Linked DNA regions of Mus musculus: region 2 is linked to region 1. Evidence: chromatin contacts called from public HiChIP or PLAC-seq data. All regions are on one chromosome and are shown on one strand. The core of a region is the stretch at or near the end of the contact, and the rest is flanking DNA. Distances in the headings are between cores, read along the strand shown. Region 1 overlaps Plekha7 (pleckstrin homology domain containing, family A member 7). Region 2 holds the start of Plekha7 (pleckstrin homology domain containing, family A member 7).

Region 1 (3,563 bases), core at 670-3,169:
CCTGCTTGGATAGCAAATGTCACCAGGCTCAGCCTCTCCCTTGGCAGAGGCTGTGGCAGCAAGATCATGGCATGGGAGTGGGAAGAGGCTCTGTGAAGCTGCCTTGTCCTCCCTCTGCCTCTAAGCAGTACAACCAACCATCCTCCCAGGACCCTGGCCTGCCCAGCTTTCCAGAAGGAGGGACAAGGAAGGAGACTAAACCTAAGACACAACCAGTGAGGGAGACAGAATAAAGGTGCTTTCCCCCAAGTCTGAGGACCTTAGGTCAATCCCTGGGACCTACATGGTAGAAATGAGAACCGATTTCCACTAGTTGTCCTCTGACCTACACAGATACTCAGACAGACAGACAGACAGACAGACAGACACACACACACACACACAGAGAGTCAGACACACACTGAGAAACATACAAACACCTATACACATATACACTCACATATACACACTCACACACACATACACACACACACACATATGTGCCCACAAACACATATAAACATATAAATAAATTCAAGACATAAGAGCCAATCTCACAGAGGTTTTGCTGAAATTTTTATCAAGTTCAATTGGCTCTCCTTTGACATGTTATTACAGGATATTTAACAAGCTACATGAAAAAGATGAATGAGTGGGAATGTCCCGTAGTCCTGCTACCCAAAGCAAAAACATTTTAACTTTTGTTTATGCCTGTCCTTTTCGATACGCCTGCTTTGATTTGGGGCACATTTTAACATAAACATTTCACTCATCACTTTTAGATTATCTAAATCATCTTAAATAAACACAACCCTTTTTATGTCGAGCTCTTCCATGCCTCCTCTACAGGACAATGAAAAAAACTCTCTGGATTTCTATCGGGAAACCGGAAGGAGTGTGCACTTTGCCATTTTTTTGAAATCTGAACGTTATACCTTGCCCTAGGTGCTAGCTGGCTGGGCGTTCTCTCAGCCAACAGCATGAGGAGAAAGACAACTCAACCACAGGTTTGGATGAAGCAAGAGGACAGAGTTCCTGCTGAAGGAGCCAGTTATAGAGACTTTGTCTGGAAAAAGACTGGTTATAGCCACAGTACTGAGATCGAAGGGAGGAGGTGGGAGGCAGGGTAAGAAAGGAAAACCCAAATCTGCCCTAGAGAGGTGACTGTGCTGTTTCTACTAACACTGCAGAAACAAATCCCCGTTCAAACAACAGCCCCCCAACCCAGCTCTGAAAGGACAAGATACACACACACAGCCCACCTGTCCAAGAAACGGGGCCAGCCTTCAAAGGATATTGGCTAGATTCTCTCACCGTGGGTGACATTGAATGATGACTTTGGAAATGACCGCAAGCTATTTACTAGAATTACAACCAGTAACTCATTTCACATCAAAAAATAGATAGGAGAAAGCATCAAAGCAATTTTCTCAGCTGGATGCAACACTGGCACTCATGAAAACTTGCGGAGAGGTTTAACCCCATGGATTTGAGCAACAGGACCATCCACGAAACCTCCTGAATAGATAAGCCAGGAAACCCAGAAATGACTGAACAGAGAGAGCTTCATTCAACAAAAGGAATTTGGGTCCATTTGCTTCAGCTCTGCTCACTGGACAGTCATCTTCCTCACTGAAGAGGTTGGCGGGCCAGACTCTGATCTTTCCTCAAATCCTTAGCCTGAATGTACTCCACTAATAAATTGCACCCAAGAAATGTCCCCAGAAGACATACAGCTCTCCCATCAGCCTGCCCTCAGGCATACTGCATCCCACAGAGGAGACCACCGAACCTGCATGCTCAGACTATTAGCGTCCTTACATAAAATCCATTCGCTGTAAGCCTGCTTGCTGGGTTTCTGTGATGCCTGAATTCCCAGTGCAGTGGGACGGCTGGAACAAAGCCCTCCCTTTCCTTCACTCAGGCTGCATGAATGCAGATTCTTTGGCTGCAGGGGTGTGGGCTAAAGTTCAAAACAGTGAGCAAGACTTTGAGCTCAACTGCCTCCTGTCTGTACCTAACAAAAGAAATGAAGACTAGACAAAAATCAGCCGGGAAGAAGCCCACTGGAAAATGGCTGGCCTCTACCCTGGCCTTAGCCATACAGTGGCTTTCTCTGCGCCTCAAGACAAAGTGTGCATAGTCCTACAGGCAGAGCAAAAAACCTCTACGTTCTGGAAGCTGTTTGCTCTGAGCACTGGCATGTCATCCCAGCAGGACCTCTCCCTTCTGCAAGTCACAAGCTGTGAGGGACGGGCGCATACAGTTACAGCAAGCCAAGCGGTGGGCTGATGCTGCAGGGCCTCCTGAACAGCTAAGTGCCGGGTGCTTTCCCTGTATCCTCTCAGCTACATGGTTAGCTTGTCAGGGTTATCATCCTTGCTTTGTAGATGTGCCCCTGACAGATTAATGCCTTGCCTAAGATAGCTGCAATGCTGGGAAACCTGGGCTTACTCAGGGGTCTGAGGCAGGGAAATTGAAGTTCAAACATTTAAAGTAAACTCATAGCAACTTAGTGAGATTCCATCTCCCAATGTAAAGGCGAGTTGGGCTATGGCTCAGTAATAGAGTGCTTGCCTACGAAGATATAGGTGAAGTTCCTAGTGCTGCAAAGATTAAAAACAGGTGAAAAACAATGAACTGGGTGGGTCTGCCACAAGAGATCCCAGGTTCCAAGTGAGAAGTCCCCAGGTCTGTAAGATATCGACCTTGGATAGATCAGCCACAAGGCCAACTCCAAGCCAAGGAGGCCTGAAAGAGCAGAAAGAGATGACTGCATTTCAGTTGAGCTCTGACGTTATGACTCTTCCACAAGTCAGCTCTCTGTGCCTCAGTTTCTATTTTGTAAAACAGGCTGAAAACCACCTCTCTCTTCGCAGGGCAGCGTGTACGTGAAAATGTCTTTCTGAGAACCAGGAAGCACTGTGAGACAGCACCACCCTGTGTCTCCACTGGAGACCCCAGAACCTAAATCCCATTCACAGTTTATTTTTATTACCAGAAAGCTCAGACCACAGTGGTTTCTTAGCAACGCCTTACCTGCGACTTTTTTTAGTCAAAGTATAAAAACTATGGCAGGCTTTTCCCTTAAGTGGTCAAGGCAACGGCAGGAAGTCGGAAGAGAATGGGAAACAGAACTCCATTTCTGAATATTAAAACAAACAAACAAAAACAAAAACCAAACCTTATTGGGCTGGGGATACAGCTGGGTGGGTGATAGCGACCTTGCTTAGTATGGATAAGACCCTCAGTTTGAATTCCAGCATTGAAAAATAAAAAACCTCATTTACTATTATCTCATGAATTTCTAGATCAACGGGCCCCCAATTTCAGGCTGTGTCCTCAAGGATTCCAAAGACAAGAGAACTCGGCTGGGTGGCAGATGTGAATGGAGGGCTGAGACACAAGCACACATTTAAGGAGCACAATCTACAGTGAGAGAGAGAGAGAGAGAGAAAGAGGAGAGAGAGAGAGAGAATGAATGAATAAATAAATGAATGAATGAATTAGTTCTTGTCCCAAAGAGCCATAGAGGCAGGGACACCTACATAACCCTCTTCCCAGAAGAGGCACAGACAGGCTGC
Region 2 (3,563 bases), core at 586-3,085, 120 kb after region 1:
CCTTTAATGCCATCCTCGCCCTTGGTCACTTCCTCCAAGCCACACAAGACTTTTTGCTCACTGAACTTTTTTTTCCCCCAGAGCTCTACCACTGAGCAAAATCCCCAACCCCTCATTGAACTCGAAGGGTTTTGTTCCTTAAACATTTTTCTGAAATGTTTTGCCCCTACTGGTCACCACAGCAAGGGTCCTTCTTGTCATTCAAATTCCAAATGTCACCTGCTCAGAAAAAAAGTCATCAGGACCTACCAGTCCCATCAGCCATCCAATCACTTCAAGTCACATCCCCTCATGTTAATTTTCCGCACAGCAGTCACCGTTACCTGCTATTATTATTTGTTCACTCTTTGTTCCCTTTCCTCCCGTGGGTTACAAATTGACGAACAGAAATAGTGAGCACCTCCCTTGCATAGAGCACATCCATCAGCAGCCACTATACAAGAGTCCCATGTGACAAAGGAGGCTCGGGGACTTTCTTCACATATTCTGATCCAGATCTAAACATTGTTTCCAAGTTGGTGAAGAAATGAATTCTGAGTCACGGTCGCGCACAGTACACCGAGTGCCAGTCAAACCATGGAGCGCCAGACCTTTGGCTAGTTCATTCATTCCATAAACAAACATTTACAGAGCTCCTACTCTATGCCAGGCACCGACTGACTGGGGCAAACGATCAAAGGCAAGTTCTGACTCCCAGGACCCACAGGAAGCAGAGGGAGGAACGCTGCAACACAGGCACCTTGCCCGACTGGGAAAAGTGAAGACTGTACACTCGTGTCCCCTTACAACTTCGAGATCAGATCCACGCGGACCAACAGACCAAGAATAACTTGGGACAGCGCCCAGAGGCTCAGGCGGCAAAGCTCCCGTTCTACTAGCCCGGGCAGAGCAGATCGTCCGCGTTCCTCGGCGTTCGGCGCCCGCCGAAGACGCGCGGGTAGAGTTCCAGGAATATCATTGGCTGCCTGGGAGCCCCACCCCCATCCCATCCCTGAGAAGCAAGGATGCGGCGGCCCGGGTCGCGCTCCAACTCTCCACGGCGAGCCCAGCCAGCGCGGCTAGAGTAGCGTCGGGGCCCCTCTTCCCCCTCCCCCACGCCCAAGCCCTCAGGCCACACTCCCGACCCACGCGAGCCCTACTCCCCGCCACCCGCCACTGTGCCCAGCGCAGGCCCCCGGGGTAGGCGTGTCCCGGGGGAGCCTTGGAGTTTGCAGGCTCGGCCACCGGCGGGCGGGACCTGGCCAGGCCCCCTGCGGCGCTGCGAACCCCCGTACGCAGCCGTCCCCCCGAGCCCGCCACCGTCAAGCAAACAAACCCCGAGCGCCGAGCCCGCCAAGGCTGCGGGAGAGCAAGGCAGGTGCGGCCGCGGTGCGGATTCACTTACTCGATGAAGAAGCTGGCGCCCTCCTCCGTGAAGCCCTCCTCCCAGCCGCGCGGCAAGTCTGCGGGAAGGCGAGAAAAGTTGGTCAAACTAGCGCAGCCGTGGCGACCCCGCTCCGCACCCTGCATCCCGCACCGACCCAGCGCCCACCTGAGCGGATCATGTGACCCGAGTTGACCGGTTCGCCGGTCCGCGGGTGCAGCCAGGTCGTGCAGCGGAGCTGGTCACTACGGGAGAGGTGCACCTGTTAGCGCCGCCGCCCTCCACGCCCGCCCGCGGCCCCAGCCCCAGCGCACGACCCCGTCCGGGTGTCGCCGCCCCTCACGCACTTGATGAAGAAGACGCGGCCGTCCCGACAGACGCCATAGGACCAGTGCTCAGGTAGGGTGTCCCGCCCGACCGCAGCCGCCATGTTCGCCCAGCGCCTGAGCCCCGGGCCGGGGGAGGGGGGGGGATGGGTTAAGGGGCGGGGTAAGGGGCGGGGCGAGGAGATAGGGGTGCAAGTTGTTGGACAGAGTGAGTGGGAGGGACGAGAAACGGGGAGCTGGAGTAACTAGGAGTTGGAACAAGGAGTTGGGTAGGGATAGGGAGGGGAGGACAAGATCTGAGGAGGGATAGGGAGAAGGGTGCATTGGAAGAAATGAGGGGGAGAGCAGGAAGGAGTGGAGAGGGGCTGAGACAAGAGGGACTTGGACCGACCCTACTGGGTTCCCCTGTGGTGGGTGCAGCGTGGGCTCCCAGCCTTGGTGACTCGCAGTTCGAGGTCACGGCCGGTGCTTCCAAAGTTCACTGGTGGAAGGCCGGCCGGAGCAAGGCACAAGGCCCCGCAGCCTTTGTCCCCGAGACTCGCGGGCGAAGGAACAGTCTAGCCCCCCCCCATCCCCCACCCTTGACACACACACCCTTGCTCCAGGAAAAGCAGGCGACCTGCACACCTCTGCTTCTCCTCCCCCCTACCCCGGAAGTGTGCTTCTTTCTTAGACAAGGAACACCGAACAGGTTTCTGCTGGATTCCGGAGCAACCTCCAAGTCTAATGTAAAATAGGAGAAAAGCTTGCCTGTGATTCCAGGCCTGGGGAAACTGAAACAGAAGGATTGCTGAGAGTTGGAAGACACAGAACTGCTTGACAGAGTTTCAGTGCAGCGCGGGTTACTATGAGACTCTGTCTCAAAAAACAAAAAGGTAGGGGCTGGAGAGATGGCTCAGCAGTTAAGAGCACTGACTGCTCTTCCAGAGGTCCTGGGTTCAAATCCCAGCAACCACATGGTGGCTCACAACCATCTGTAATGGGATCCGATGCCCTCTCCTGGTGTGTCTGAAGAGAGCAACAGTGTACTCACATACATTAAATAAATCTTTAAATTAAAAAAAAAAAAATGCGTGTCGTCCCCCCCCCCCCCCTTCTGAAGCTGTAGAGATCACAGGCAAAAAAGAGAATGCTGGGTCTGGATCTCCCTGCTCTCATTTTGGAAGAGCTGTCAAGCCGAGCTCTTTACCTACTTAGGTCTTGGGGAGCGCTCCTGAACCCCCCAGAGTAAAAGGAAACCCTTAGCTCACTCATTTGCTCCTAATTGACGTTTGTGTGTTTACTCTTTTGCGTCAGTTGGACAAGAGAAGGGGTTTTGGTCTGCCCCAAACTCCAGGACCTGGGCGCCTGAACTATCTGCCTCAGCCTTTAAACTGCAACTCCTCAGCAGCAGAAGAGCAGAAGAATGCAAAACACTCAGACACTCTGTCACATTGCAAGTGGGCGGAGCAGCAGCCGGAAGCTAGGCGCTGGGCAAGGGTCAGGCCAGCCTTGCAGAGACAAAAGCTGCGGGTCTAAGGAGTCTCACAAGAGGGTGCAACTGTCTGCACTGGGCACTGGAATGAGAGATCAGTAGGATGGACCCTGAAGGGGGCACAGCCGGAGCTCTCCCGGTGTTTCTTGACCTGTGGGTCGCGAGCCCTTGGGGTAGCATGTCAGATATCTATTCTGTATATCAGATATTTACCTGCATTATGATTCTCCTTCTCCTTCTCCTTCTCCTTCTCCTTCTCCTTCTCCTTCTCCTTCTCCTTCTCCTTCTCCTTCTCCTTCTCCTTCTCCTTCTCCTTCTCCTTCTCCTTCTTCTTCTTCTTCTTCTTCTCCGTTTTTTTTTTTTTTTTGACACAAGGTTTTTCTGTATATAGCCCTGGCTG

Evidence for each region. HiChIP or PLAC-seq counts read pairs in DNA pulled down with a chosen protein or histone mark.
Region 2: an H3K4me3 HiChIP or PLAC-seq map of embryonic stem cells shows a contact between it and region 1, with 24 read pairs. The contact joins the promoter of Plekha7 here to the enhancer-like site in region 1. A contact is called at or near these places in 1 of 39 promoter capture datasets (neural stem cells), 2 of 484 Hi-C or Micro-C datasets (neural stem cells and neurons), 10 of 115 datasets of contacts at active chromatin or transcription factors (embryonic forebrain, embryonic hindbrain, embryonic stem cells and 4 more) and 3 of 9 other capture datasets (adipose tissue, liver and pancreatic islet).

Annotation. Positions count from the first base shown.
Region 1 is chr7:116,182,687-116,186,249 of GRCm38.p6, forward strand. All of the region lies in intron 4 of Plekha7 (pleckstrin homology domain containing, family A member 7), which reads right to left. Among named protein-coding and RNA genes, the nearest start is that of 1110004F10Rik, 91 kb to the left of the region's middle. Within about 2 kb of position 1,920, at least 31 of the 459 cell types and tissues checked have an H3K27ac peak or open chromatin away from gene starts, as enhancers often do. A contact at or near this core is called in embryonic stem cells, epiblast stem cells and neural stem cells, where this site is marked.
Region 2 is chr7:116,306,541-116,310,103 of GRCm38.p6, forward strand. It overlaps Plekha7 (pleckstrin homology domain containing, family A member 7), which reads right to left and starts at 1,836. Exons shown (of 27, transcript NM_001305185.1): 1 at 1,711-1,836; 2 at 1,532-1,608; 3 at 1,385-1,442. The coding sequence starts at 1,793.